Linked DNA regions of Mus musculus: regions 2, 3, 4, 5, 6 and 7 are each linked to region 1. The links are chromatin contacts, called in public HiChIP or PLAC-seq and promoter capture Hi-C maps. All regions are on one chromosome and are shown on one strand. The core of a region is the stretch at or near the end of the contact, and the rest is flanking DNA. Distances in the headings are between cores, read along the strand shown. Region 1 holds the start of Nf2 (neurofibromin 2). Region 2 holds the start of Tbrg4 (transforming growth factor beta regulated gene 4). Region 3 holds the start of Zmiz2 (zinc finger, MIZ-type containing 2). Region 4 holds the start of Drg1 (developmentally regulated GTP binding protein 1). Region 5 holds the start of Ogdh (oxoglutarate (alpha-ketoglutarate) dehydrogenase (lipoamide)). Region 6 holds the start of Ppia (peptidylprolyl isomerase A). Region 7 holds the start of H2az2 (H2A.Z histone variant 2).

Region 1 (2,700 bases), core at 10-2,509:
AACACAAACACACACACACACACACACACACACACTCACTCACATACACACTCTTCAACAAAATGATAGCTATTATCATCATGTTAGAAACTATAAAGAGTAAATGTAAGACACTCTTTCCTCAAAGAGTTTTTTCCAGAAACTGAAAATTTTGGAACAGGGAAAAGTACGAGCTTCCAATATAACTAGATGTAACTTTTAAGACCTAGGGTACACAGTTAATACCTAGCGAAAAACTCCCTGGAGTTTTAGGCGCGAGTTCTACACACTGCACACCGGTTCGTTTCTACGGAAGATTCCAGTGTTTCCCAATAACAAATGAATGAAAATAACCTTCGGGAAATGCCAAAACCAAGAACCCCACTTTAACAAACAAGCAAACAAACAACTAGCTTTAACTTGTGATCTGGCCCTAGAAAGCCTCTTCCGGTTCCAGATAATGATATATACGGAATCCCTTAAGCTTGCACTTCGACTGTCACCACAGCGAGGGCACCCCATGGGTAGGGACCCGCGTCGCTGCCACCAGACAGGCAGAGATTCCGCGGCTCTCCACTCACAGCCCGTCGGGGTCGGCGGCCGGTTACCTCGCAGTTGAACTCCATCTCGGCGTCCATGGTGACGATCCGCACCGTGAATGTCTTGGGCTGCTTCCTCTTGAGTGAGCTGAAGCTCATGCGAGAAGCGATGGCTCCGGCCATGGCGCGAGGTACCGGCCTTGGATCCCCTCACCCCTAGGCCCGCGTTCTGGGTCTCTTAGCCCCCCTGGAGTAGCTGCACAGGCCTCAGGGCCACCATGGTGGCCGGCTGGCCGGCCCGAGACAGACCTAGGCTGCCTGGGTCCCCAGCGGCCAGCATGGGCCGCGAGGACCCGGCTGTGGGTGCGGAAAGATGAGTTAAGGGACAGTCTCTGACGACGGGGGGGTCGGGGGGAGATGCCGGCAAAAGCACGCGCAGCCCCGAGCTTGGAGCTTCGGGCTGGGGACGCCAGGGACGCCTTTGGACAGAAATCCTAGACGGCTGCGGCGCCGACGCCGGGCCTCTCAGCGACCCCCGAGGGTCGCGGGGCCGCGCAGTAGTTGGGAGCGCACACGCGCGTGCGTGTCTGTCACCAGCTCCGCTCCGCGCGCCCTCGGGAAGCGTCCTCTACCAACCCCCACCTCAGCGACCTGCCGGATCCCCGCCCCGCCCCGCCCTCCGGACTCCCACTACGCTACTCAGCGACTCACCCTAACACTTTTTTCTCTAAGATACTGTGATTGGCAGGAACGCCAAAGGAAGCGGGACTTCCGCTTCGTCCCGCCTCCTGGAGGCCTACTCCACCAATTGAAAGTTGCACTGAACGAGGGCCGCCGGTCTGTTCTCGGCGTTGAGTGGCTGTAGATGCGGTCACTCCGAGCGCTTTTGTTCCTAAAGTATACTCCTACTCTAGCAAGACTGGTTGAGAAGGAGCGGGCGGCGCCTTTCCCGGGAAACCTGTAGAGGCCGGGACTGCACCGCACGAGGTACTGTTGCAGTCAGTGAGAGATCCCATTTATAGCGTCTTACCAGAGCTTCAGTCGTATCTGGGACATCCGGCCGAAATTCCTTTTTGACACTTAATTATATATGCTGACTCAATATTTTTCAAACTTTAAAAACACGAAGTGAGGCCGCTTAAGTTGCCCCGACTTGCCTGCCAGATCCTTCAACTTCTTTTTAAGAGAATTAGAATAACCACAGAATTCATGATAGTCCTTACCTTACTAGGTGGTTGAGGAATTGAAACTTGCTTAATACATATAGAAAGCTAATTTTATTTATTTTTTTTTTTTTTTTTTTTTTTTTGAGTTTTTCGAGACAGGGTTTCTCTCTGTATCCTTGGCTGTCCTGGAACTCACTCTGTAGACCAGGCTGGCCTCGAACTCAGAAATTCGCCTGCTGCTGCCTCCCAAGTGCTGAGGATTAAAGGTGTGCGCCACTATTGCCCGGCAAGAATTTTCATTTTACCCTCTGTTCCTTTGTTTGGTTTTTTTGTTTTGTTTTGTTTTAATTTCCAAGCTACATACTTGGAGTACTTGTAGCTTAACGTCATCAAATGTATAATATGCTTAGGAAAATTTCAACTTTCTGGGGATTTGTAGAGTTTTTACTTGTTTTAAAGATACATTCCCCAGGCACTGCTGCTGTGAAGAGACACCATGACCACAGCAACTCGTATCAAAGAAAACATTTAATTGGGGACTTTTTCTTCTTTACAGTTTCAGATGTTTAGTCCATTATCAGCATGGTAGGGAGCATGGTGGCATGCATGGTACTGGAGCAGTAGCTGAGAGATGGCTATATCCTGATCTGCAGGCTTGGAAAGCAAGACAACCATTTGGCATGGGCTTTTGAAACCTCAAAAACCACCCCTAATGATAGACTTCCTTCCACAAGACCACACCTCCTAAGCCTTCTAATTCTTTCAAATAGGGCCACTCCTTGGTGACCAAGCATTCAAATATAAGCTTATGGGACCGTTCTTAGTCAAAGCACCACAGTTTTGTTTTTTTTTTTTTATCTTATGTATATAAATGTTTTACAGCACATATGTGCATTGCATGTATACCTGGCACACATGTCAAAAGAGGGTTCCAAAGCCCCTGAAACTGTAATTCAGTCCTTAGCTACTGCATGGGTGTTGGAAACTGAACCTGGGTCCTCTGCGAAAGCAACATT
Region 2 (2,700 bases), core at 134-2,633, 1.8 Mb after region 1:
CCTGACTCTCTCCCGGGCTGTGTGCCTGCATGTGTCCCCGTGTTCACTTATATACATAGAAAGAAACAAGACTACAATTACTTTACATAGCTAAGGATGACCTTGAACTTCTCTATTCCTCTTGCGGCCACCTCCCAAGTGCTAACATTAAAGATAGCCAATCACTCCTGGTTTATTCAGTGCCGAAGATCAAATCTAGGCCTTTATGTGAGCTAGACAAGCAGTTCCAACTGAGTCACACCCCAGAACCCTTAAAGCAAAACTCACAAATTGAATCGATCACCGCAAACAAGCCCTAACACCACCCAGAGTCACCACCTTGCCAATCTTAATCCAACCCCTACAATACAGGCTCTGTTCCAACTACACTTCACACTTTTATCTCACAATGCAAAACTGGCTACTGCGTTCTCTGCCAATCACAGGGCACGGCATTGCCTTTTTCTAAGTCCTGCAAAATGTTACCTTTTTCGAGAACACGCTACATAACCACATGACGTTTCTTTCGGCAAGTCTGCCAGTCTTGTTCCCTAAGGTGAGATAGAACCAAATGAGACAAGTTACTGGACTTTGCTTCAACTAAAGGAGAAAACACCTCAATTTTTTCTGCTTCCGGGATTCGGGTATATAGCTAGCTTAATTTTACTGTTATGTGAACACATTACTGCAGCTGTAAAAAGATTAGCTTAATTATACTTACACGGAAATAAAATATGGTTCAGAAGGGGGACATCTGCCCAAACCCAATATCCATCACTTACTGAACCCAGACAGTAAAGAAGCGCTGGAGAGCCGGGCGTGGTGGTGCACGCCTTTAATCCCAGCACTTTGGAGGCAGAGGCAGGTGGATTTCTGAGTTCGAGGCCAGCCTGGTCTACAGAGTGAGTTCCAGGACAGCCAGGGCTACACAGAGAAACCCTGTCTCAAAAAACCAAAAAAAAAAAAAAAAAAAAAAAAAAAAAGCACTGGCAAACTACCGATTTTCAAGACCTGCGACTAAGTAAATATCGACCCTGAAACCTAAAATGCAGAAACACGAAAAGTGACTGGCAGGGGACGCCAAGGGTCACTGCGGGCAGCGGAGCTTCCCGGGATAGGCCTCGTGTCTACCGCGGGCCGAGGAGCGCGTGCGCAATCGCAGCCCGGAACCGAATTTGCAACCGAACAGCGCCCTTGGGGCACGGTGTCGAGAGTCCCTTTCCTGGCTCCCCCCACAACAGCCCCGCCGGTCCTTACTAACTGCTGCCCTTCCCAGCCACGCTTCCCGTCTCGGATACCCACGTTCAGAAACCCGGTCTCTCCAGGACGCCAGACTGCGGCGGCGATCACCCTCACTGACCTCCATCAGCCTACGGCCTCCACGCGGCCTGGCGCGCTCACTGACGTCACTGGCGCGCCGCCGGAAGCTAGGTGGCCCAGTGCTCCCGGACGGAGGCCACGCCCTCCGCCCCTTCCGCAGTCGCCATCTTTGTTGCGCTCAGGCTTCCGGTACTGGGAAGTGTAGTGAGATCCTGGTCGTGGGAAACGTAGACGGGAAGGAGAGGGTGAATTCTACACGGCAGGGCACGTCGGGCCAGAGTCTCCTACTTGTGCGGAGTTTGGGTAGCGACTCTGATGTCAGCCCGTTCTGCCCCACTCCCTTGGGCCTTTCACAGGTCCTGTAGGAGAGGCGTGAGTTGGGACCGCCGTGTTGACTTTGGGGTTCGGGGCGGGAAGGCATTGCCAGGTGTCGGGTAATTACAGAGAAGCGAGTTGTAGCTCCAGCTGAAGGTCTTTTCGGAAATGCAAGCAGTTTGTCTAGATTAAACAAGTAAAGGACATACCGTATACAACGGCACACCGATAAATTGCTGTAATCTCAGTAATGGAGGCAGGAGGCCGAGGGCTAGCCTGTACTACTGTGGAGGCCCTGCATCAAGAAGCAGAATAGCCGGGCGTGGTGGCACACACCTTAAAACCCCAGCCAGGAGACAGGAAAAAGGATCTTTGAGGTCGTGGCTAGCTTGGTCTACATACCAAGTTTAGGACAGCCGGGACGACCTGGAGAAGGCCCTGCCTTAGCGCACGGCAGGACTGAGGAGATAGTACAAAATGCTGGGTAGGATGGTTGGGAGGTGAGTTTTCCCAGTAATCCCAGTGCTAGGAAACCACAGACGGCATCTCTGGGACAAAGGTGTATGTGTGCATGAAGAGATCACAGGAAAACTTGGGGAAATTTGTTTCTTCCAATCATGTGGGATCTGGGAATTGAACTCACAGTCAAGTGGCCCCTAAACTAACTGTCTGTTTTCCTAGACAGCGTTTCTCCTTGTAGCCTTGGCTGTTTTGGAACTCGCTGTGTAGACCAGGCTGGTCTTGAACTCACAGAGATCCCCCTCCTTCTGCCTCTGGAGTGCAGGACAAAAGACATGCCCCACCCCCACCCCCAGGTCCCCACTAAGTTATCCTGCTGGCCCTAATTTTGTAGAAAGGAAAATTTAACTTAAAATTTTCCTTGAAAAATCTTTATGTTTGTAAGAGTGTATTACTTCTCTCCTTTGTGGCTAAAATCAAGCGTAAACGCTGGTTCTTGTTAATAAAAGATTGCTGAATTATCCAGGGAAGCTTCTCTTGCTTTAGCCTTACAGTAGCTAGCATTATATTGCCACACTAGCTTTACCTTGGTGGTTCTTGTTTAAGAGTCTCATGCTGAATTCAAAA
Region 3 (2,700 bases), core at 54-2,553, 1.5 Mb after region 1:
TACCACTTGTTAGAGATGTCCTTCCTCCACTGAATTGCTTTGGTGTCTCTGGGAGTATTTGTGTGGCTATTTTCCCATCTCTTCTCTTTTCCATTAAGTCGTGCTTTTGTCTTGATTCCTGTTCCTATTTCCTGACATCCACATGGTTGTTCCAGACCCCACATGTCAGATCTTGGGAGGAGTTCTTCCCACCAGGTCAGCTGCCAGGATCCAGCAGGAGCAACATAGATGCCAGCCTCTGCTGCCAGTCTGGCACATTCTGTCTCCAGCTGCCTAGGCAGGACCTGGCCTGGGCTAGAATCAAGTGTAGTTGCCTCTGAGGGCCAGGGGACAGAGCCTGTGGATGAGGTGGATGAGGTTTCTCTTCCCTGGTAGCCTGGTGCTGGGTGTGAGAAGGATCTCTGGGAGCCTAAGGCTGCCCAGGCAAGGGCAAGTCACAGTCCCCTTTTCTCTCTTTCTCTTATCCGTTCTGGGGCTTTGTGTGTGTAGCCCTGCCCTGCAGAGCCTCCAGGTCTGTACTGAGCCCTGAGTGGTAAGCACAAAGAAATGTTTGTTCCAGAGCTGAGTGGGTGCTGCGATACCCCTCTCTCCCCTAGACAAGAGGCTTGTGAGTGCTGAGTGGAAGATGGAAATCACCAGATCTGATAATGGTTCAAAAGGTATGTGTGGCAATCACACAGCCCCTACCAAGAGAGGGTTTCAGACAGGAGCACCCAGGCCTTCCCAGAGGTCCCTGAGAAGTGCCCAACACATGGCTTGTGTGCCATTCTGGTGAGACCAAGCAGAGGTAGGCACGCATGTGGTCCAGGGTATATTAGGACCTGAGTGGATGAGGCACTGAGAAAGGCAAGGAGTGGGAGTCTTCTGTACCAGTCGCTGCTCTTACCTGCTGTTGCCTCCCTGTCCACCAGCCACTGCTACGGTTTTCTAAGAATGAAGCCCAGTTGGTCCCATCTTGTAGATGTGCGTTAGCATGGTCTGGCTTTGTGACTACCCCCCACACCTGCTGTGCTGTGTGTGTCACTGCCATGTTGGGAATTCACAAGTGTCACAGATGGGTCTTTGGGGGGGGGCAAGATGTCCACTTGACCATATACTTAAGGTCATATTTGTCTCAGGGGTGTGTGTGTATGTGTGTGTGTGTGTGCACCTACATGCATGCATACATGCACGCACGCGCGCGCGCGCACACACACACACACACACACACACACACACACACACACACGCCTGCTCCCCTCAAGTCGTCTGGATCAGCTTGAAGGTCCTGTGACCTGAAGCCCTTCTGCCACCCTCTTGATAGGAGAGAGCTGCCAACCAGGGGCTGGGTCAGTGCCTGTGTCCTGTGTCAGCCGTGTCGGTACAGCCACCCTAAGGCCAACCTGGTGGATGGACTGCCGTTGTACATCTGCTGCCTGACTTTTCAGCATCTGCCTCAAAGAACACTCAAGCTCTGCTCCTTCTCAGGTCTCTGGGCTCCGCAGGGTGGGGGCTACCCCTCTGACCTTCTCCAGGGCCTGCTGAGGGTTCCTGGCTTCCTATGATTTATATGGGAAAGGGAATGTGGGAAGTATTTGATATCAGAAAGCCCTTTCCAGGGTTGATCCAATGGCTTAAGATGACAGAGCCCTTGTTAGAGTTGCTTTGCACTGCATTCTGGGCTGACATTTGCCAACGCTACTACCCTGGCTTTGTCCGTGCTACCATGAGCATCTAAGCTCCTGCCTTCTCCCTCCTGTCCCGCAGCCGGAGCAGCAACTCCCGGATAAGCTCCAGCACATTGGGCCTGTAGGCTGCTCCATCACCAATGAACCCCATGAACCCCATGAAACCCGCCCTGCCCCCTGCACCACACGGGTGAGTGTGGGCTTCTGTGGCCTGCCTCTAGCAAGCCCTTGGCCTTCTGACCCTGCCTTAACCAGCTGCTCTCTTTTAGTGATGGTTCATTTGCATATGAGTCTGTGCCTTGGCAACAAAGTGCCACTCAGCCAGCTGGGTCACTGTCTGTGGTCACTACTGTGTGGGGAGTTGGCAACGCAACCCAGAGCCAGGTGAGTGTGTATCAGGGCCACCCCACTCCCACCCCCACCCCCCAGCCCTCAGGATCCAGAGTCTTGGTGGTGCCTCTACCATCTTAGGGCTCCAAGAACCAGGGACCAAGCGGACTGTCTGAAGCACAAGGATGGGGCTTCCTGAGGGTCTCAAGTCACTAGGTGCCTTTCTTCTGTACTACCATGGGATGTCTTCCCCTGGCTCCAGAGACCCTTCCAGTCAGAACTATAGACAACCACTCCTGCCACCCAGGTCCTCCCCCATTTGCTGGGCATCTCTTGGCATCTAGCACTTTAGGGCTGTGTCTTAAAGACAGTAGTTTGGCTGGTTCTCTCTGGTGACTCCCACTTCCTTGTAGGTTTTAGGGAACCCCATGGGCCCTGCAGGAAGCCCCCCTGGTGGTTCCATGATGCCTGGTGTGGCAGGTGGCAGCTCTGCCTTGACCTCCCCGCAGTGCCTGGGACAGCAGGCGTTTGCTGAAGGAGGTGCTAGCAAGAGCTACGTACAGCAAGGCGTGTATGGCCGAGGGAGCTACCCTGGGGGATCCAGCTTCACTACTGGGTAAGCCAGTGACTTGAAACCATCAGCCTGTCAGTCCTGCAGAAGGGTTGGATGTTGCCTGCTCCTCCCCTACTGTCTCTAGTAGCT
Region 4 (2,700 bases), core at 39-2,538, 1.6 Mb before region 1:
ACTGTCTATTGAAATACTGCTTCAGGGGAAGACCAAATGGCTCATATTCACGAGCATCCAGCAAACTGCAGACTGAAGAGGATACAGGCAACTAAGTATTTTTTAAAAAGAAAAACCAAGCCTGGCTAATGTCAGCACTCTGGAGGCAGAGGCAGATCTGTCTGAGTTCAAGGCCAGCGTGATCTACACAATGGGATCCCTGACATCCAGAAGTATGTAGCAAGACCCTGTCTCCAAACAAAGGAGAGAGGTAGAGGGAGGGAGAGAGGGAAAAAATCCAGGGCCAGATAGACACACTCAAGTGCACTTGCTGCCAAACTTGGAAGACCTAAACTCAATCCCAGAAACCATGACTGAACAGAACGATTCCCCTAAGTAATGCTGAACACACACACACAGAAACATAAAAATAAACTGAATTCCCTCTCCCCTCTCCAGTTCATTCTCTTCACCACAAAAGAAACAAACGAGACCCAACGTGAAAGGACCCACGGTCATTCGAATTTCTATCCACAGAGGGAATTAAAATGCATCTGCTGATTCGTTTCTACGGTACCCAATCTAAAAGAAGGGTGTCACATTACGGACTTTAAAAAGCCCTGAAGGTCTCAGGGATGACGCGCCATCCAGGTACAATCTACTTACTCCCAGATCTTACCGTCACAACCAACGGCGTGTAAAAGGGGACCACCAGTGAGTGGCAAGTGGGCAAGGAATAACGGGACAAGACCTCAAAGCCCGTGATCGGATCACGGAGTCTGGGATATAGAAGTCGTGTGGCTCAGAGAAAAAAGCAAGAAAAACAGAAATAATGTCGAGACATGCGCCGAAAACCGGAGCAAGTGCTGGGTGTGGGATGTGGGAGGTTGCGCAGAGACGGAGCTGGCGGATGGGAGCTGAGAAGCCCAGGCCCGAGGAACTGAGGGAAGGGGCTGCATGGGGACGGGGCTGCGGCAGCGCAGGTTTAGACTACGGGGGCGATGGCAGCTGGTGGCACAGGGGTGGAAGCCAGGCCCTGACGCCGCGGACGCAACACCGGAGGAGCCGCAGCGCCGCAGAAGGGCCAGGAGAGAAGCGCCGGCTGCGCCTTTTACCTCGGCTTCGATCTCCGCGATCTTCGCTAAGGTCCCGCTCATGGTGGCGGAGGGCTTAAGGCCACACCAGCCTCCACACTGGTTAGGTCCCCCTTCTCGCGCCCGCCGCGCCTCTGGCCACCACTGCAGCGCGCAAGCGCGGGATCTGCTAAGCTCGCGACACGGTTCCGCGAGAAGTCCGCGCCGACGCTCTCGGAGATGGGCGGTCTCCGCCTTCTCCGCCGACTCCTCCCTGTCCCGCCAGCCAGCGCGGTGTCATAGAGCCCGCAGTGAGGTGACCAGAGCGGTCGCTCGGGCCAACTTCCCGGAGCGCGCCGAGGGTCGCGCGCAGCTCGGCCCCACCCCGCCGGACCTGCGCTCGCCCCTTCGACTCCCGTGCCCAGCGTGCACCTAAACCCGGCGACCATCAGAGTGCGCGCAGATACTTGGAAGCTCCCTTTCTTCATCAGGACAGACCTCGGCTTCCTGGGTTGTAGAGAGACTCAGAGGGGTGGGGGGTTGTAGAGAGACTCAGAGGGGTGGGGGGCACAATTTTTGAGGGATCCTTTGTTTACCAGGAACCCTAAAGAAGGAGTGTGGCACTCAACGAGCCACAGTTAGTGGATCGAATGAGCTCTTCCAGAGAGAGCCATTACTTGGAGAAGCTATCATGTTGAAAAGTTGGAAATTATGTTAGCACAAATTAGAAGGGAATGCATAAATAAATATAAAAGCATTTTTATTGTGTAAAATAAGGTTACAGCCACTAAAGCGTAGTGTGACTGGAAGTGAGTCCCGAATTTGTCAGATGGACAAATAGAACTGTGCCTTTTATCATTATACTCTCTAGGCTGTTTGTTAGAAATACACTTAGAGAGGCATAGGGTAGTGGTACCCACCTTTAATCCCAGCACTTGGGAGGCAGGCGGATTTCTGACTTCGAGGCCAGCCTGCTCTACAGAGTGAGTTCTAGGACAGCCAGGGCTATACAGAGAAACCCTGTCTCAAAAAAAAAAAAAAAAAAAAGTACCGGAGTGTGTCTCCTGGTGGTGCTGAGACCAAGGATCTCCTGTGTTCAAGGCAACCCTCGACTACCACACACCATGCCAGAAAGTACATTCTAGGAAATGTAGATAAACCAGATGATAGAGGCGCACGCCTTTGATCCCAGTACTCAGGAAGCAGAAACAGGTAGATCTCTGAGTTCAGTTCCAGGCCAGCCTGGTCTTCAGAGCAAGTTCCAGGACAGTCAAGGCAGAGAAAGCTATCTCGAAAAACTGGGAAAAAAATAAAATAAAAAAGGGAAAAAAAGAAAAAGGGAGGTAAAAGAATGGTTCCCATAGGAAGGTTTTTCCTGTAATGCCGAGGACTCACTCATGACACTTAGATCGGGAGGATCCCCCTGAACCCTGAGGGGAGAATTGTTTATGGGTCTGATGATGAGGGACATAGAGGGACCGACCATTTGCTTTGTGTAATTGTTTAATTGGGCTTTGGACACGGGTGCATACTTTCTTTTATCTAACTGTGTAACTTTGAATGATCTAAAATTAATTATGTAGACCAGGCTGGCTTGGAACTCCCCCAGATCCACTGACTCAGTGCTGAGGTTGAAGGAGTATATCAC
Region 5 (2,871 bases), core at 254-2,753, 1.4 Mb after region 1:
AGTCAGTGCTCTTAACTGCTGAGTCATCTCTCCAGCCCCTCTATAACTCTTTATGCAATCTGGATAGAGGGATTTGAGTACCTAGGCCACATTTAAGCTGCAATAGCAAGTTCTAACTGTGGGCTGAGGAATCTTGGCTTCTTAGCCCTTAGGCTTCTTAGGACGATATACCCCAGGTCCATGGGAGGACAACTCACGTGTACCATTGCTGATGCTTCTGCCCTTGTACTGTGGCCTATCACTGCTACCAAAGCTTGAAGAGCTTCTGGCATACTTGTGACTACTTGTGACTTCTATTTCAGTAGAGCAAAAGGACTCTCCAGCCAGCTCATCCAGCACTGGTGCCATTTGCCATACATAGCAAGGATAAACTGACAGTCTGTATTGCTGTCCATCAAAAACTACTCTGCTAAAAAAGAGAAACAAGCGGAGAGTTAAAGGCCATGAGCATGAAGCTGGGCATGGGACTTATAGCTATAGTCCTAGCACCTGGTATATGCAGGTAAAAGAAACAGAGCAAGGTCAGCCTACATTATGAAATTGAATCCAGCCTCAGCTACATGCCATTGTCTCAAACAACAACAACAAAAGACATGAGTATGAAATGAACCACTCTCCTTTTTGAGACCTGATCCAACTGTGTAGCCCAGGCTGCCCACAAGAACTCTATGTAGCCCATCTTGACCTCCCAATTGGTCAGTTTTTCTCTGTTCTGAAATTGCAGGTGTGTGCTGCAAAATCTGGCTGAATATTTTTGTTAGTTTTTTATTTTGTTTCCCAAGACAGGGTTTCTCTATGTGGCCCTGAAACTCTCTCTGTAGACCAGGCTGACCTCAAACTCAGAGATGAGCCTGCCTCTGCTTCTGAGTGCTCTGCTTTAAGGTGTGCACTCACACAGCCAGGCTCTGGCTTAACATTTTGACACGGGGAACATTTCATATTAGTGAAGTGTAACAGGTTAACTAGTGGATTTTGTCTGTTTAGAGCAGGCTCTGGAGCCAGGAAGATCCAGGGGGACCCCAGCACAGCTTCCTGTCAGAATACTAGCAGGAACACCCAAGTCGCATGACAACCAAGTCACATTAGACCTCGCTAACTAATCTTCATAAGGACTGCTGCAAAACAAGTGTTCAAAATAGTCACTCATGTTATTCAAATTATTTTGTGCAGGGATACATTTTACCAACCCAACTATTATTTAGGGCAGCTTGTTTTGGATACAAAGCCCGTGGGCCTCAAAGTCGCAGCGCTCCTGCTTCGGCCCGCCAAACGCTTCAATTATCAGACGGCATCCCACGCCCTGAATGTACCAGGTTCTTAACAAGCTTCGGAAGCGTCTCCCGTGTAACTGCTAATGACAGCCGAAAGACAGTGAGCAACAGGCTGGCTTTGGCCAGATGCAAAGTTCTGCATTGGCGCGAAGCCCGAGCGAGCGACTGAAACCCAATTCTGTGACGTCACGTCACGCCCACAGCCTGTCTTGCAGGCCGCTCCTCTGGGGCCGGGCTACGCGTTGACGCCACACGCCGGGGCGGGGCTGAGAGTTTGGAGCCCGGAGTGGTGTCGGCGCTTCACTCGGGTGGAGCTGAACGGGAGACAGGTAACCTTGTGCGGCAGACGGGCTCCGTCCAGGGCTGGGAGGCTCGGCGCTTGACACCCGGAGCTCGCGGCCGAGGGTGAGGCCTATGCGTCCTTGCTTCCGGAGTGCCTGAGTGACGGGCGTGAAGCCGGACAGAGCCGGGCTGGCGGAGGGCGGCGATGGTGGGCGGGGGACGAGACCTGACGGACAGACGTTATAGCCAATGGCGTGGCAGGGTCCTCCAGGCGGGCGGAGATTGGCGGACGCGGACTTGCGCCGGGGGTCGGGGGGCCGAGCGCTATTGGCTCTGGCGGCGGAGCCGCGAAGGTGGCGGGCTAGGGAGTAGGTGGCCTGGCGGCCCGGGAGAGCCCCAAGGTCGCGGCGTGTCACGTGGACCGGTCGCTCCCTCTGGCCCGCGCGCGTTCTTTTGTCCTGCGTGCGCTGACCCCAGCAGGCCGCCGTCCTTGTGTTCGCCGTGCCCGGACACGGCGCTGACCTTGGTGCCTGCGGCAGCCCCACCTGCCGGTATGAGGTAAACCAGGCTGTCGGCCAAGGTGACACTGGTTTCCCTAGAAACACCATCCACGCACCGCTTTCCTCGCGAGAGTGTGTGACAGATGTGAGTTATACCCAGAGTGACTGGGAAGCCTGCTACTGTGCCCTCGCATGAGTTACCAGATCATGTTTCTTTTGCCCACCGAGCAGTGTGCCAGTCTCTGAAGTGACAGGTTCGGCAAGAATCCTCACGTGGATACCATGTAAAGACAGGAGAGCGGAGTGTAGGGCATTTGAGTATCTACACGGTGAAGGAGCAGGGTGAGGTGTGGAAAAGGGATTAAAGGTAATGAGAAGTGACGGGCTAGGTGTTGTGCGCATGCGTAACTCAACTTCCTGACTGTAAGATCAGAAAATGGCGGCGTTAAGCATCATTGGAGGGTGGAGTTTTAGATCCTTGACGTCAAAAGGTCACTCAAGGAACACCTCTACAGGCCCAAGTGGGGTCAGTGGGGTCAACCTGTATTCGATGGAGGTCTCTACGTCCGTAAGTGTTATCTGTATATAGTGAAGCTATTGCGAATGTGCAACTGGTCTTCATCACCCTAAGTAGAAGCGTGTAACTAAAAATAGAAGTAAAAATTTCCCCCAGCTTTTCTGTGGATTTCATTGCCCTTACAGGCCCTACTTGTGTCTGTGTATCCTGTGCTCTGACATTGAGCAGAGGACACCGTTGGAGTTCCTCTGTTTGTCTGATCCTCTAGCCTTGCCCTTGAAGGTGGAACCAGGTAGATTAG
Region 6 (2,793 bases), core at 202-2,701, 1.6 Mb after region 1:
TGCTGGCTCAACGGAGGGACAGCAGAACATATCAGCAAATTATATGTCAGGTAAGAAATTAAACCCAGAATATGCAAAGAACTCCTAAAATGCAAACTATAACCAAAACAATCAGTTAGTTAAAAATAAAGGCAAGTGCTCTTAACCATGGGGCCTTCTCCCCATCCCTGTCTCTACCTTATCCACTATACTGACTCAGTCTTGCCTAGACTGTCTAACCAGTCAGTCTCCATTGCCTCCAGGCCTGGACTTACAGACTCCTCCCAATGGCCTGGCTTTTACATAGGTGCTGGGGATCCAAACGCAGGTAGGTCCTTGAGCTTGTCCTGCAAGCACTTAACAGTTTTGAGAAAAGCAGGTTTACATGATGCTATATGCACAAAGCACACTGGTACAGAATTTTCCAGTTTGGCAAATCAAAACTCTTTGTAGTTCAACCTAATGTGCTTTTGGTCTGATTCATCCAAATAAGGCATGGCCAGACCCACATTCCTGAGGTTCTGTGTCTAAAGGCCTTACAGCTCGGGAGCCAACTCCAGCAGACGCTATGGTGAAGGGTCTTCCACAGCACCGACTTTCCCATACTCAGGCTTTGTTTATGAGGCAGGGCCTCACACTTACAGCTCAGGCTGTATGGAACTCACTATCCTCCTGTCTCCATCTACCTAGAGGTGGGATTTACAGGCGTGTGAAGCCTTTGAGAGCACGCCTTAGGCCACATGAGGAAATGAGAAGACCTTGGGGTATTGGGGGTCGGGGAGAAAAAAATTACAGGTAGACTCTGACCAGGATCGTGTTTAAATAGCTTCCTCCTGGAGAAAACACAAGATATATTTGGAAAGTAGGACATTTAAAAAGTATTTCATAATCTTTAAAATGAGGGGGCTGCTTGTGCCCGTTCCCCAGAGTTTAAGAAAACGGAGGCGCTCACAGGGACCTATCAGGAAGCGGTTGCCATTGCACAATGACGGTGTGGGTCCTGGATCTAGGCCCAGGGATGCCTGCCTGTTCGAGTTTCCGCAGAGAGGGCAGCGCCTCAGGACCCCGCCCGACCTTGAAGGGCCGCTCGACCTTGAGGACCATGTTTGCCTCAGTTACTTGCTCTGTGCAATGGGAAGATACGCGGTACCACTGGGGAAGACCAGGGGCCCCGACGCGTTCCTAAGGACAGCCAGATTGCGTGGCCACCCTCCCTAACTGCCCTCGGACTCTTCCCCCACCGACCGCGCCGCAACCATCTAGTAGGAGCCCGCGGGCGGGAACCTGCCTCTGCGCGCTACAGCGCACGCGCGCCTCGCGCCCCGCCCCACCCGCGCCCGCGCCCGCCCATAGGCCTGTCGCGCCGTCACTCCGTTTGGAAAGCAGTTGTGATTGATCCAGGTCCGGGCGCGCGACTCGGTGGTGGGCGGGGCCCGAACCGGGTATAAAGGAAGCCGCGGCGAGGCTCGTGCCGCTTTGCAGACGCCACTGTCGCTTTTCGCCGCTTGCTGCAGCCATGGTCAACCCCACCGTGTTCTTCGACATCACGGCCGATGACGAGCCCTTGGGCCGCGTCTCCTTCGAGGTCGGGTGGGCAGTGGTGCTCCAGGGTGGGGTCCCGGGAGCTGTGGAGGGGGAGGCTCTCTCGGGCGCGGCCCGACCCTCCGGTGGAGCGAGCGCGGGTGGCGGCGCCATTTCCTGACGAGGGGCCATTTTGGGAGGCTGGCGAGGCGCGGGGAGGCTGGGCGGGCTGCGGACAAAGCCGGGCGGGGCGCGGCCGTTGGGGGAGGGGGCCGTCCCCGCCCGTCCCGGCCTCCCCGCAGGCGCACGTGGCTGCGTCCTGTGGGGCCCCGCGAGGCCGGGCGCACGTGCTCCGCGCCTCTCCCTTCTCCCAGCCGTTGGGCCCCGCCCTGCTCCGCTGCGGCGCTGCAGCCCCGCGGGCCTCTTCCCAGCCTGCTTTCCGGAGCCCCACAGCCTTTTACTCGGATCTGAGCAGGGACCCTGCCTAAGGTCTCAGGGGCGAAGGCTCGGAGAGCCCGGACGTGCTCGTTAGCCCGGTTAAACCTAGTGGTTTCCTAAACCTAGTGGTTCCTACGAAGAATATAAAATAATCGTTTTATAGCAGACTTGAGTGTGAATTGAACCTTTGGCCATTTGGTCCGAAGTAGCCACATTTGGTTAGGGAGGCTCAAAATACCCCTCCGCGTCCCCCACCCCCGAGCGGAAACGAGAAAGGCTTGGCTTTTGCTGGTGCCCAAGGACCGCCTCCTGTCGCAGTGATGGCGCAGCGGGGGAGGCGCTCTGAACCCCTCCCTATTACCCTCAGTGAGACAGGCATGTTATGACTGGCCACGCTGCAGTTTGCATTGACCAAAGTGGATTGCCAGTAGTTACCTACTTAATTAGTTCTGGAGGTTAAGTGGCTGCTTAAAGATCAGTTAGTAATTAGAGTACCCTAAACAATTGGCGTTTTTCTTTTACAAAATTAAATATTCAGCCGGGCGTGGTGGCGCACGCCTTTAATCCCAGCACCCGGGAGGCAGAGGCAGGCGGATTTCTGAGTTCGAGGCCACGCTGGTCTACAGTGTGAGTTCCAGGACAGCCAGGGCTATACAGAGAAACCCTGTCTCGAAAAAAACAAAAAACCCCAAAATTAAATATTATTGTTAGCCTCAGTACTAGCCCTTAGGCCATAGTGGAATATGTTACTTAGTGTCTGTACTGTTAAACTCCAGAAGCTATCATTGGTGAGTTTTTAACTCAAAAGCTAGATCTCCCGATTGCCCGCCTGCCACAGTGCTGGGTACACATAGT
Region 7 (2,700 bases), core at 93-2,592, 1.6 Mb after region 1:
AATGTAGATGAAACACAAAGTAATAAAACTGATGTTACAATGGATTTAGTAATAGATTTGCTCAGGAAACATTGGCCCAAGTGAAATTTAGCTAAAGGTGGACCGCCTCTCAAACCCCTCGAAGATAAGCAGTATGCTAAGCAGGCCTGCAAATTAAAAACATGGAACTTAGGATGTTAGGAGACAACTGTTCACCAGGATGGGCCACCCAATCAGACTCATTCCCGTGACAAAGGAGACAGAACTGATCTATGACCAGCAGTTAGGCCCAGATAAAGATAAACCAGCTTGTAATTCTGCAAGGTAGGTATGATGACCCTCGGTAATAACTTTGAAAAAGAACAGTGGCATACTTAAAAATACTCCTAGCCATATGTAGTAATATGTATAAATCTATCCACTTCAGCGGTCAGACTTGCAATCTCCTGTCTCTGCTTAAATTGTTCAAAGTGTAACCTGGGACCTCAAAAGAGATGTCAGGATAACAGAGTCTGTGGAATGCACACATCTAAAATGTACATAAATTAGTAAGCTCTTCAGTTGGAGGCAGGCTCTTGCTTGAGTCTTAGCCCAGCCAGACAAGCGTCAAAGAAAAGATAAAGAGCTTTTCCTTAACTAATCTCTAAGTGCATGCAGAGAGTCCTTCTTGGGAAGGCTTACTATTTCTATAACAGCGAAAGCATATTTCAAGCAGGATACCGACAGAAATATAATTCCAAAAAGAGAGCGTCACTCCCCTTAATCTTGGTGAAACACATAGGTCTCGATTGGTTTTAGGACTTTCCCCTCAATTTCAGAATGGGGCTAAAGTTTTACTCACTTTCTTTCTTTAGAAGTCACTTTCAACTAGATCTAAACTACAGAATGAAAAGATACTTTAAGATGAAGCCAAGTAAATAAACTTCTATTCCAAAGAATAACCGGCAAGCCGCTGACGAGGCGAGCGGTTCTGGTGGGCAGGATCAGAACTCCTCCGATCCTCAGCGGGGGGCATTACGTAACCCTGAGCCGAAGCCTCAGAACTCGCAGGGCTACAGCCGGACCTCCTCTGTGCGGCGCAGCACCCGCCCCCCTGCTTCTGCCTCCCGCGTCCGGCGCGCCCCCCCAACCCCCGGCGGAGTCCGGAACAGCGGGCACTCCGGCTCCGAAGCGCGACACCGCCCACTCCCGATCCCCCAGGTGGAGCAGCCGTCCGGGGCTTCTGCGCGCCCACTCCACGCGCGACCCCGCACTCACCATGGTCTCGGCCGCGCGACGCCCACTGCAGCCCCGCGCCGCCGCCGCCGCCGCTCTCGCAGTCGGACCGCCGCAGCCAGAGCGGGACAATGCCCGGGGCCCGCCTCGCGCCGCCTCCACCAATAGCCGCTCACGTTGTTCGTTTGAACCTCGGCGGCCGGCCAATTGTACGCTTCCTTCTAGCCATAACTCCGCCCTCCCGGTGCCGCCTCCCTAACCGCTGTTTGTTTTTTGCACACGGCCCTTGGAGGTGGGCCCTCCGACCAAACATTGACACTCTCTCCGCCGCTCTCCTTGCGCGGACTTCTGATGAACAGAAGAATGAACCAATGAGAGAGGAGGAAAGCCAATGAAAACATTGTCGGCCGCACGGGGGCGGGAGGCTGGGAACAACAGCTCGGTGAACCAATAGACTGGAGCGATTCGGCACAGCTGTGCCTTTCCCGCCCATTTCAGAGCCCGCCAGGACTTCTTTGCTTTGTTTTTCTTCAATTGCAACAAGTTTAAGGGGAACGTTTAGGTAGCACAGGGTCAAATGTCTAAAGTAGAGTTACCTTTGTGCAAAAGCTATTGTGAAAATTTAGGAATAAGTGTATATCGTAGTCCGCACCTAGTTAAATTCTCTAGCTATCGCCAACCCATTCACACAACTTTAAAAGGTTTTATTATTTTTGTGATCATCAATGAGCCCGGGAGATTTGGGAGAGCCACATCCATTTCTCAGCTAGAGAAACGCACTTAGGTGAATGTAGTCATTTGCATACAGCCTTCATCAGAAGTCTTAGACTTTGTTCTGGTTCCAGCTTCAAAGCTTAATTTTTTTCCCATTAGGAAGCACAGACCAGTTGTAGGAGTTAGTTGTGAGCAAAATAGTTTTCTACGGTTTTTGTTGTTGTTTGTTTGTTGTTGTATTGAGACTTCGTTCTTGTGGTAGGATTTTTCCAAGCCATTGTTTTAGAAATTTATCTCCAGCTAGACAATACCTGTCTCAAAATTTGAATTGTTTCTTTTGACAGGGACTATAGCTCTGAGATCAACCTCCATCAGAAGAAGCAACTTGGAGCAGGTCTTTATGAAAAAATAATTTTAATGCTAAACGAGGAAGGGATGAACTTCTAAATGAATTATTCATTTAAATATATGGACAAGTACTTGAGGGGAGTGGGTGGGGTGGGGTGGGGTGACGTCTTTGATCCGAGCACTCAGGAGGCAGAGGCAGGTGGATTTTTGCGTTCCAGGCCAGCCTGGTCTACAAAGCAAGTTCCAAGACAGCCAGGACTACACAAAGAAACCCTTTCTCAAAAACAAACAAACATGGGGCTGGAGCGGTGGTTCAGTGGTTCACTGACTGCTTGTCCAGAGGTCCTGAGTTCAATTCTCAACAACATGGTGGCTCACAACCATCTGTAATTGGGTCTGTTGCCCTCTTCTGGTGTGTCTGGAGTATAGCAAGTGTATACACAC

What was found. Promoter capture Hi-C pulls out the DNA fragments that hold promoters and counts their contacts. HiChIP or PLAC-seq counts read pairs in DNA pulled down with a chosen protein or histone mark.
Region 2: a contact with region 1 is called in a promoter capture Hi-C map of pre-B cells, with 5 times the contacts expected there. The contact joins the promoter of Tbrg4 here to the promoter of Nf2 in region 1. A contact is called at or near these places in 2 of 39 promoter capture datasets (neutrophils and pre-B cells).
Region 3: a promoter capture Hi-C map of liver shows a contact between it and region 1, with 4 times the contacts expected there. The contact joins the promoter of Zmiz2 here to the promoter of Nf2 in region 1. A contact is called at or near these places in 2 of 39 promoter capture datasets (liver and pre-B cells).
Region 4: a promoter capture Hi-C map of liver shows a contact between it and region 1, with 4 times the contacts expected there. The contact joins the promoter of Drg1 here to the promoter of Nf2 in region 1.
Region 5: a promoter capture Hi-C map of pre-B cells shows a contact between it and region 1, with 6 times the contacts expected there. The contact joins the promoter of Ogdh here to the promoter of Nf2 in region 1. A contact is called at or near these places in 3 of 39 promoter capture datasets (liver and pre-B cells) and 1 of 9 other capture datasets (adipose tissue).
Region 6: a contact with region 1 is called in an H3K27ac HiChIP or PLAC-seq map of embryonic stem cells, with 7 times the contacts expected there. The contact joins the promoter of Ppia here to the promoter of Nf2 in region 1. A contact is called at or near these places in 1 of 39 promoter capture datasets (pre-B cells) and 2 of 115 datasets of contacts at active chromatin or transcription factors (astrocytes and embryonic stem cells).
Region 7: a promoter capture Hi-C map of pre-B cells shows a contact between it and region 1, with 6 times the contacts expected there. The contact joins the promoter of H2az2 here to the promoter of Nf2 in region 1. A contact is called at or near these places in 2 of 39 promoter capture datasets (maxillary cranial neural crest and pre-B cells), 1 of 484 Hi-C or Micro-C datasets (B cells) and 1 of 115 datasets of contacts at active chromatin or transcription factors (large pre-B cells).

The regions. Positions count from the first base shown.
Region 1 is chr11:4,848,285-4,850,984 of GRCm38.p6, forward strand. Nf2 (neurofibromin 2) reads right to left here and starts at 1,260. Exons shown (of 17, transcript NM_001252250.1): 1 at 588-1,260. The coding sequence starts at 701.
Region 2 is chr11:6,624,684-6,627,383 of GRCm38.p6, forward strand. Tbrg4 (transforming growth factor beta regulated gene 4) reads right to left here and starts at 1,384. Exons shown (of 12, transcript NM_134011.3): 1 at 1,282-1,384; 2 at 466-530.
Region 3 is chr11:6,393,822-6,396,521 of GRCm38.p6, forward strand. Zmiz2 (zinc finger, MIZ-type containing 2) reads left to right here and starts at 1,304. Exons shown (of 19, transcript NM_028601.3): 1 at 1,304-1,467; 2 at 1,747-1,857; 3 at 1,937-2,051; 4 at 2,411-2,613. The coding sequence starts at 1,808.
Region 4 is chr11:3,265,175-3,267,874 of GRCm38.p6, forward strand. It overlaps Drg1 (developmentally regulated GTP binding protein 1), which reads right to left and starts at 1,289. Exons shown (of 9, transcript NM_007879.2): 1 at 1,095-1,289. The coding sequence starts at 1,136.
Region 5 is chr11:6,290,094-6,292,964 of GRCm38.p6, forward strand. Ogdh (oxoglutarate (alpha-ketoglutarate) dehydrogenase (lipoamide)) reads left to right here and starts at 1,504. Exons shown (of 23, transcript NM_010956.4): 1 at 1,504-1,600. Gm46270 (predicted gene, 46270) reads right to left here and starts at 2,170. Exons shown (of 1, transcript NR_168687.1): 1 at 1-2,170.
Region 6 is chr11:6,414,416-6,417,208 of GRCm38.p6, forward strand. It overlaps Ppia (peptidylprolyl isomerase A), which reads left to right and starts at 1,452. Exons shown (of 5, transcript NM_008907.2): 1 at 1,452-1,564. The coding sequence starts at 1,496.
Region 7 is chr11:6,443,101-6,445,800 of GRCm38.p6, forward strand. H2az2 (H2A.Z histone variant 2) reads right to left here and starts at 1,343. Exons shown (of 5, transcript NM_029938.1): 1 at 1,237-1,343. The coding sequence starts at 1,239.